2 separate regions of the Pan paniscus genome follow, and region 2 is linked to region 1. The links are chromatin contacts, called in public Hi-C maps. All regions are on one chromosome and are shown on one strand. The core of a region is the stretch at or near the end of the contact, and the rest is flanking DNA. Distances in the headings are between cores, read along the strand shown.

Region 1 (4,534 bases), core at 126-2,625:
GAGTAGCTAGCTCTGAGGCCCCAAGGTGGGTACAAAGCAGGTATGGCCTTCAGAGATGCAGCCTGCTGCTGGCTTTTCAGTCAGAGGGTTGGGGGCTGGCCAGCCAAGCTGCCTTGCCCTGGCCGCTCTTACTCCCTCCCTCTGCTGTCTCACTTCAGGTCCATGTATTTCACTTTTCTTAAATAAAAGAATCAGGTAACCTTTCTGTGACTTGAGTCCTGATTGAAGAGGGTATGAAGCAGGGCTTGTGTTGGGGCCCTTCACAGAGGGTGTGGGGCAGTGATGGATGGGGCAGCAGGAGGAGTGTTGATTCTTGGATCTCTCCTCTCTTCCTCCCATTGTTTGTATCATCTCCAGCAGGGCCTGTAGGAAGGCATCTGGGGGATGGGGAAGAAGGAGGCTCACAACCCAAGGAGAAGGTGCTGTGGACTGGGTTGTCAGGGACATGTGGTGGCCATGTGGCAGGACCCTGGAGTCCTGGCGCCACTTCTCCTGGCTGTGAGGCCCTCTGTGGCTGCCATTCCTCCTCCCAGCTGCTTGGGGGAAGGGAGGTCTAAACAGGCCTGGGGGGCCCTCCGGAACCAGAGGGGAGACAAGGCACTATCCATCCCCTCTCAGCATATCTTGGAGGCCTGAGCAGCAGCTGGGGCCCATCTTCTAAAGCTTGACTCCTCCTGACCCGCCTCCTACACCCCTTGCTGCTTTCACAACAAAGAAAGAATGTGGGGGTGGTGGCGCTGGGGGTGGGGGTGCCTGGAACAAGGGTTGTGCTGGGCCTCCCCACAGCTGGAGACTTGGCCATACCCTGACACAGCCCAGACTGCCTGGAGATGGACTTGGGATGAATTTGTCAGTTAGCAGACTTCAGCCTGGCTTTCAGAGCCCAGCGTGTTTCTACCTTTGGGTTCAGATTGGTCTACAGCCAAACCAGACCCCAGTCATGCACACTTCAGCCCCTCTCCGGGCTACACAGCATCTTCAGGTTACTTGGGGACATTAAGGACACCCTGCTGTTCTGGGTCTGCCGTTAAGATTTTGGGTTGCTGAAGAGTTGGCGGGGCCCGCCTCTTCCCCTGCCCCCACCTGGAGAATTCTGGGGGAACTGTTGGCCAGAGCCTCCAGGTATGCCCAGAATGGACCATTCTCCCCAGGGTCCACGGAATCGCACAAGTCACTTAGGTTCTCCCGGATCCCTGCAGAGTCGGTGGTGGGTACAGCAAATACTCAGGTCCCCTGCACTTCCCTGAGCCTTGCTCTCTCTATTCTCCATCCCTCTCCAGACCCCTCCCCCTACTGAGCTCCTCCCCGCCTCGGCGAGGAGGGGGCGCCGAGGGGGCGGGGCGCCGTGCGGGGGCCGGAGGGGAGGGGGCGTCGTGGGGCGGGGCTTGGCGGCGGCGGCGGCGGCGCGCGAGGACTCGGAGGTACTGGGCGCGCGCGGCTCCGGCTCGGGACGCCTCGGGGTCGGGCTCCGGCTGCGGCTGCTGCTGCGGCGCCCGCGCTCCGGTGCGCTCCGCCTCCTGTGCCCGCCGCGGAGCGCAGTCTGCGCGCCCGCCGTGCGCCCTCAGCTCCTTTTCCTGAGCCCGCCGCGATGGGAGCTGCGCGGGGATCCCCGGCCAGACCCCGCCGGTTGCCTCTGCTCAGCGTCCTGCTGCTGCCGCTGCTGGGCGGTGAGTACCCGAGAGTTGGGGGCACAGAGCTTGGGAAGCGCGGGAGTCCCGTGGGCAAAAGGCTGCACCCGGGGCGGTGGGTTTGGGCGGCTGGAACGGCCCTGGAGTGGTGGAGAGGCTCGCTGGGGGTGCAGGCTTGCGGCGGAAGGGCGCAAGGAGCCCGGGGGTCGGGAGGCTGGCGAAGCCTCCAGGGACGCGGTCAGGGTACCCCTCCCACTCGCGCCGCGGGGACGCATTTCCAGCCTCCCGGAGTTTTTCTGGTCTGAGCCGAGAGTTTGCTCGAGAACTGCCGAGAGTTGCTGGCTCTCGGGCCCAGATGGGGAGTTTCTTGTCGGGGGAGAAAAGACCATCCGCACCCACCGTGGGGAGCGCGATGGAGAAAAAGGAATTCCCCACCCCACCCGGCAGGGTCGGCCCAGGTAAGAGTTGCTGGTTTGGGGCCCGATGCCGGACAGACCTGCGGCGCGCAAAGCGCGGAGCTTTGTTACCTACGCCGACCCGACGCTCCCGGCTTCCCTCCTCCGAGTTCCTGGGCAAAGCTGAGACCCCAGATGGCCCTGCGGGTGAGGGCGGAAGAAGGGAAGAGTTAGGGGCCGCCCCCATCCATGGCCTCTAGCTACTGGTCTGGAACCCTGCGCCCACTCCGTGCCAGGGCCGAATCCGGGGATCCGAGGGTCCCAGGCTGTCGCGGTGACTAATGTGTGAAGGCCGCTGCCAAAATCGGGCATGGCCTGGCTGCAAAGGTGCGGACGGGGTTTGTTCTGCTCCTTCCTGGATTTCCATCCTGGTTGTCCTCACAGAGGAAAGGAAGTATTTCTAAGGGAAGAAAGGCAAAAAGAGCTCATTCTGGCTTTTCTTGGGGGGGGGGGGCTTAGCATTTTAACGAGGGTGTGGCCCTCATCACCAGGGCAGACAGCACCGCCCCCCCAACTCCCGCAGCTTTTATTTCCTGGCTTGGTCACACCTAAGAGTCATCACTGAGGTGTTGAAGTGCCTTACAGGAAAGCACCAAGCCACCCGCACATCCCAAATAGCCCGAACTGGAAATAAAGCCCCCGACCCTCCACAACACTCCTTGGTGGTCCTCGAAGCAGCTTTCTCTTGGGGAGCTCTGTCGAGGAGACCTGTCCTAGGTGATCACCTTCCATCTCCTTTGAAGGTGGCAATGGGAAGGGCATGGGTAAGGAATTGCCTTTCTAATATCTTTCTGGCCTGCCAGCTGTGGAGGGGTTTTGGTGCTGGTGGAATCAACATCTCCCCTGCCCCCAGTTGTAAAAGGAGAGGTAAATGTAACCCAGGAAAGAGACCAATCTCCAGGGATTTGGAGGAGGTGTTTCTGGAGTTGCCCCATTTTTCTTGTGATGTGTGTGGTGGTTATTGCTCGTGGCAGAATCCACATCTGCTCCCAGAGGAAGTATGGAAGTTTTTTTGCACAGCCAGGATGGGGGCCCAGCCATCTGGGCGAGCAGCCCAAGCTCACAGGACCCCTGGCTGTCCTGGTTGGGTTTTGGTGTGTGGGTCTGCCCAATGAGGCTGCCTTCACTGCTGCTGTTCAGGGTACTAGAGTCAAGGGGAGTTTCTGGTGAAGATGGGGCTCTTGCTCAACAAATGCTAAATTCCTAAATTCCTTCCATGAGAAGATGACTCTGATATTAATTGACTTAATCTGGTGACTGGTTGGTGTTTAGTGTGTGTGTGCGCGTGTGTGTGGGGGATCCTGTTGGGGGAAGTTAGGGCAGGCTGAGGGCTTAGGACAGGAGGTCTGTAGTCTCCTCAGGGGGGATGTCTTGTGCTCAATAAAGGAACATTTTAATGAGAGCCTTAAATCAATTCCACCAAATGTGCCTTGTTGTGGAACCTGTCCATGTGCTGTAAACAATTTCAGTGGAGGCCGAGGCGCCTGCTGGCTTCTAGTGAAATCCTGGGACTCAACCCACCCCCAGACGCATGACTTCAGGGGGCAACGGTTTTTTAATAGATCACAGTAGATTTTTCCATCTCATTGTTTAACTGTGTAATTAACTGGAGTTGTAGTGAGATCCCACTGTTAATAAGGCTGGAGTAAGGAACCTAGGCTGGCTAGGTTTGTGGATTAGACCATTTTAAAGTCTGGGTAATTATGCCATAAATGGCTGAGTTACTTTCCAAACTTTGAGATGCTGTTGTAATAAATATGGTGGAGGAGGAGGAGGCTTGATGTTTGAAACTATGGATTCTTAACCCCAACCTCTTGTACAGTCAGCTGTGGTCACTTCTCATTCCGATTCCCATCCCCCTCCCTGGTTTCTTTCCTCCGGGCTCTTGTTTCTTTGGGGAAATTGAGTCGTCATGTTCTGGGATAGGCTGTCTGCAGATTCCTCAAGGCTCTGCAGCCTGTAATTCAGGCCTAGGAGTTGCTTTTATTAGTGATGGCTTTTCTCAGCTGTTGGGAAGTATGGTGGCAGGGCAAGGGTGCTCTTCTTGTCACTTGTCAAATGATATACTCAAACTCCTGGTGTTCAGAGCAGCATTGAGTGGTGGACAGAGCTCAAGCAATGGAGATAAAGTATGGTCCTTCCTTGGCATCTGCAGGGAATTGGAATAGGACTCCCTGAGAATAACAAAATCCAAGGGTGCGGCCGGGCGCGGTGGCTCACGCCTGTAATCCCAGCACTTTGGGAGACCGAGGCGGGCGGATCACGAGGTCAGGAGATTGAGACCATCCTGGCTAACACGGTGAAACCCTGTCTCTACTAAAAATACAAAAAATTAGCCAGGCGTGGTGGTGGGTGCCCGTAGTCCCAGCTACTCGGGAGGCTGAGACAGGAGAATGGCCTGAACCCGGGAGGTGGAGCTTGCAGTGATCGTGCCACTGCACTCCAGCTTGG
Region 2 (4,493 bases), core at 849-3,348, 47 kb after region 1:
GGCAAGGTCTGGGATGGATTTTGGAGGGCTCCTGTTGGTGAACCTGGGACCTTTTGTAGACCCTGGGAAGACAGAAGGGGAGCAGAATTTTGTGCTCTGCAGCTCACTGGGTCTTGGAGTCAGCTTGTCCATCTTCAGTGACCTCTGAACCCTTATGCTCTGGGCTCACCATCAGACAGTCTGGGTTGCTTGCACTGAAACCACATACAGTGTACTGGTGGTAGTCGGGGGAGACATTCTAAATCCTCAGAGTCACAAATAGCCCTGCAGCATTTTGTGTTTCTGCCAACCTGGGTGAAAGGGAGATGACTGGACTTACTGTTCACTCAAATGAGTTATTCCTGTAGTGATTGAGACTGTTCTTCAAAACGTTACAAATGTGGCCAGGCATGGTGGCTCATGCCTGTAATCCTAGCACTTTGGGAGGCTGAGGCAGGAGGATCACTTCAGCCCAGAAGTTCAGTACCAGCCTGGGCAACCTAGGGGGACCCCAATTCTACAAAAACAATTTGAAAATTAGCTGGGCATGCAGGCACGTGCCTGTGGCCCCAGCTACTCAGGAGGCTGAGGTGGGAGAATTGCTTGGGCCTCGGAGGTTGAGGCTGCAGTGAGCCGTGCTTGCATCACTGCACTTCAGTGTGGGGCGACAGAATGAGACCCTATTTCAAAAAGAAAAAAAATGTCTCTGGGCCACACACATTTGGGGTGGCTCAAGAGCAGTCCAGAGTTATCAGTCAGATCTTTAAGGTATGAGGTCTGCAGTACAGTGCACTGGGCCCTGGGGGAGGATTAGGTAGGCTATTCAGGGGTTGGGGAGGCACCCTGGGCCCTCTGGCTTGGCCTTCAGAGTTTCCAAGTGGTGGGGACTTGAGAGGAAGTTTGTCCTCTGTGGGTCAGGGAGCCCCGGGGCTGCTCCTCCCCTGGAACATTTATGCTTCTCAGGTTGAGGGCTGCTTCTCCTGGCCTGTGGCCTGGCGCTGTCTCCCTACACTGGGAAGCTGGCAAACCTCTCCCTTGGGGGTCTATGTATGCCCTACAGGAGCCACCCACCTTGACCTGGACTCAAGGGGCCATCTGGCATTCAGGATATTCCCTACAGGGACCCAGGCCGTGGAGCCGGGGACTGAATCTTTTTTTTTTTTTTTTGAGATGGATCTTGCTCTGTCACCCAGGCTGGAGTGCAGTGGCATGATCTCGGCTCACTGCAACCTCTGTCTCCCTGGTTCAAGCAATTCTCCTGTCTCGGCCGCCCAAGTAGCTGGGATTATAGGCACGTGCCACCATGCCCAGCTAATTTTTGTATTTTTAGTAGATATGGGGTTTCATCATGTTGGCCAGGCTGGTCTCGAACTCCTGACCTTGGGTGGTCTACCTGCCTTGGACTCCCAAAGTGTTGGGATTACAGGCATGAGCCACCGCACCCGGCCAAAGGACTGAGTCTTTAGTGTGGTGCTGGTGTGGAAGAGTCAGACACATATGTGTGGCTGATTGACTTGGGGTGTGGGAGATCCTGCAATTATTCACACAGTCACGCTCCACCATGCAAAATCCCCATGCCTCTGTGGAGCACACTCCTGGAGGACTTCTGGGCCGGTAGCATCAAGCTCCCCACTCAGCCAGGGTCTTTCTATCTCAGCCTGGTCCTGAGACATCTGACGGATGGCGTTTTCTTTTACCATGTTGGCCAAGCTGGTCTCAAACTCCTGATCTTGTGATCCGCCCGCCTTGGCCTCCTAAAGTGCTGGGATTACAGGCGTGAGTCACTGCGCCTGGCCGGATGGCATTTTCTTTAATGAGAGAGAGAAGTTGATTGATAGAATCAAACAGTGATGTGTGGCAGATTCTGAGGCCTATATAGGTCCTGGGGGTGTTTTTCCTAAACCAGGAGTTCTAGCTCCTGAGAGATGGGTAGTTGAGTGGCCCAGATGGATCCTTGGATTGAAGCAGCCAAAATTACTTAGAGTGGGAGTGCTTAGGAAAAACTTCCTGCTGCTCCCTGCTCTCTGTAACAATTGTGTTTACACATATGTGTGTGTATACACGCACACATATGCACACATGGGCTGGCTGGGCCTGAGCCCAGAGAGCAACACGGAGGGTGGGCACCAGACCAGATGCTGGCGGGGGTGGGGGTGGAGGGCAGGCACGGGAGACGCAGGCAGAGTGAGTGTCTGCATATAGATGGCTGTTAGGGAGCCAAGGAAATGGCTTGGAAAATGTCCTTATTGGGTGTTTGCAGCTCCGGCTTTGTTGGGGTCGGCGCCTGGTGTGGGCAGATGGCCCTGTCTGCCTGTTGTTGCTGAGGGCTTCTTGCCTGCTGAGCCCGGTACGGCAGGCTCATACCGGGGAAGCAGCACCCTCTGCGTTTTGTGCCGTGTGTGGGCTTTGTGAATGTGAACCCGTTAGCCCTTACTCAGGTGGGGTGGTGGGCCGCTGTCCCCATTTCACGGCAAAGAAGGGTGCAGAGGCCACACTAAGGTAGCGTCACTAGGGAGCAGCGGAGGCAGGGCTGTTTGGCAGCAGCAAAGCTGCACATGGAGCTGGCTGCCTCCGGGGTCACGTGGCCTGCATCTCCATGGGGGCTTGTGTGCAGTGGAGGGGGTTGCATAGCATGGCCCGGTGGCAAAAGAGGAGGCAGCGTCGGTGGCAAAAGAGGAGGCAGCCTCGGGAAGCCCAGGACCCTTCCCAGACCACAGTCCTGGGGGCATACTCAAGTCAGGGGGCGGGGACAGGAATGTGCTGGTGACTACATCACCTTGAGGCAGGTACCACCTCAATCCCGAACCGCCTGCCTTCTTCTCTGTCGTTGCTGTCCTCCATTTCTTGTTATCAGCAAAGCTTCTGACAAAGCAAAAGTAGAGTCCCTTACTTCCCAGCTCCTTTCTTGGAGTCTGACCTTTCTGCCAGGTCTCCTTTGTCTGCTTCCCCAAAACAAAACAGCGGACCGAAGCCAGGCACAGTGGCTCATGCCTATAATCCCAGCACTTTGGAAGCCAAGGTGGGAGGATCGCTTGAGCTAAGGTGTTCAAGACCAGCCTGGGCAACATGGCAAAACCCTGTCTCTATAAAAAACTAGCTGGGATGGTGGCACACGCTTGAGGTCCCAGCTACTTAGGAGGCCGAGGTGGGAGGATCACTTGAGCCCTGGAGTTCAAGGCTGCAGTCAGTGAGCCGTGATGGCACCACTGTACTCCAGCCTGGGCAACAGAGTGAGACCCTATCTCAAAAATAGCCCAACAACAAACAACAGGCCAACGTCCCCCGCTGCAAGCTGAGCAGATGGCCAGGCTGGGCACACCACAGACTGTCTTCTGAGCAAACATGGGTGCCGCAGCACTGGGCCAACCTGAATAAAGAGCCTCATGGTTGAGGTGCGTATAGCAGGGGCTGGGGGCTTGGAGCAGACCTGGGAGCTGCATTCTCTGCCTTTTGAAACATCTGCTGGGCGGGGTGGCTCATGCCTGTAATCCCAGCACTTTGCGAGGCTGAGGCGGGCGGATCACCTGAGGTTGGGAGTTCGAGACCAGCCTGACCAACATGGAGAAACTCAGTCTCTACTAAAAATACAAAATTAGCTGGGTGTGGTAGCTCATGCCAGTAATTCCAGCTAGTTGGGAGGCTGAGACAGGAGAATTGCTTGATCCCGGGAAGCGGAGGTTGCCGTGAGCTGAGATTGTGCCATTGCATTCCAGCCTGGGCAACAAGAATGAAAACTCTGTCTCAAAAAACAAAAAAAAAGAAAAAAGAAACATCTAAAGTCTGTCCCAGCCAAGCACTAACCAGGACCTGCTGTGAGCTGACGTCAGGACAGAGGCCCCCTCGGGGCCAGCTTTGATGTTTCCCAGGCCCAGTCGTTGGGGCACAGGGGGCTCTGAGTGGCAGTCTGGGAATGCAGCATCTCTCACCACAGCTATGGAGCAGTCCAGTCCCAGCCCCAGGAGTGGGTGCTGGAGGCTGAGCTGGGGGTGGCCGAGGCTGAGCTGGGGTCTCTCTGAGTCACGCTGTCTCTTCTCCCAGCTTGGGTTTCTGTGGCAGGTGGTCTGTGGTTCCTGCAAGCTCAGGGCCCCTTCCCCTCTATCCCACCCACCACCTGCTTATTGCCTTCAGACTTCTCTGCTGTGGCGGCTCCTTCCCTGGCCAGGGTCTGGGAGTGGTCCTGGCACTTGGCAAGTGGAGAGCCTTCTAATCTTCTTAGAAGTTGAGTCCTTGAGCAGGAGGATCATGAGAATATTAACAGTAGCTGCCGTTTACTGAAGATGAACCATTTGCAAGGCACTTCATGTATGTTTCCAGGTTTACAACTCATGACAGCCTTGTGAGAGAGGCAGAGGAAGCTGAGACACAGTCTGTGTTACTTACCCAAGGTCAGACACACTGAGTGTAACAGGTCAGGATCTGAGCCCAGCCTGTCTCATTCCAGCCCCTTAGCTGCTCCTCTGTGTGGGTGAGACTCCTGGCTCCCCACCATGTCTGCAGAAGCTGAGCGAGGAAGT

What was found. A called contact is a pair of places that touch in the nucleus more often than the background predicts.
Region 2: a contact with region 1 is called in a Hi-C map of fibroblasts, with 6 times the contacts expected there. The contact joins the enhancer-like site here to the promoter of PTK7 in region 1. A contact is called at or near these places in 2 of 3 Hi-C or Micro-C datasets (fibroblasts and induced pluripotent stem cells).

Annotation. Positions count from the first base shown.
Region 1 is chr5:57,574,510-57,579,043 of NHGRI_mPanPan1-v2.0_pri, forward strand. It overlaps PTK7 (protein tyrosine kinase 7 (inactive)), which reads left to right and starts at 1,376. Exons shown (of 19, transcript XM_055113624.3): 1 at 1,376-1,667. The coding sequence starts at 1,589. It overlaps KLC4 (kinesin light chain 4), which reads left to right. Exons shown (of 16, transcript XM_003833273.4): 16 at 1-210.
Region 2 is chr5:57,621,038-57,625,530 of NHGRI_mPanPan1-v2.0_pri, forward strand. All of the region lies in intron 1 of PTK7 (protein tyrosine kinase 7 (inactive)), which reads left to right. Among named protein-coding and RNA genes, the nearest start is that of PTK7, 47 kb to the left of the region's middle. Within about 2 kb of position 2,099, at least 1 of the 2 cell types and tissues checked has open chromatin away from gene starts, as enhancers often do.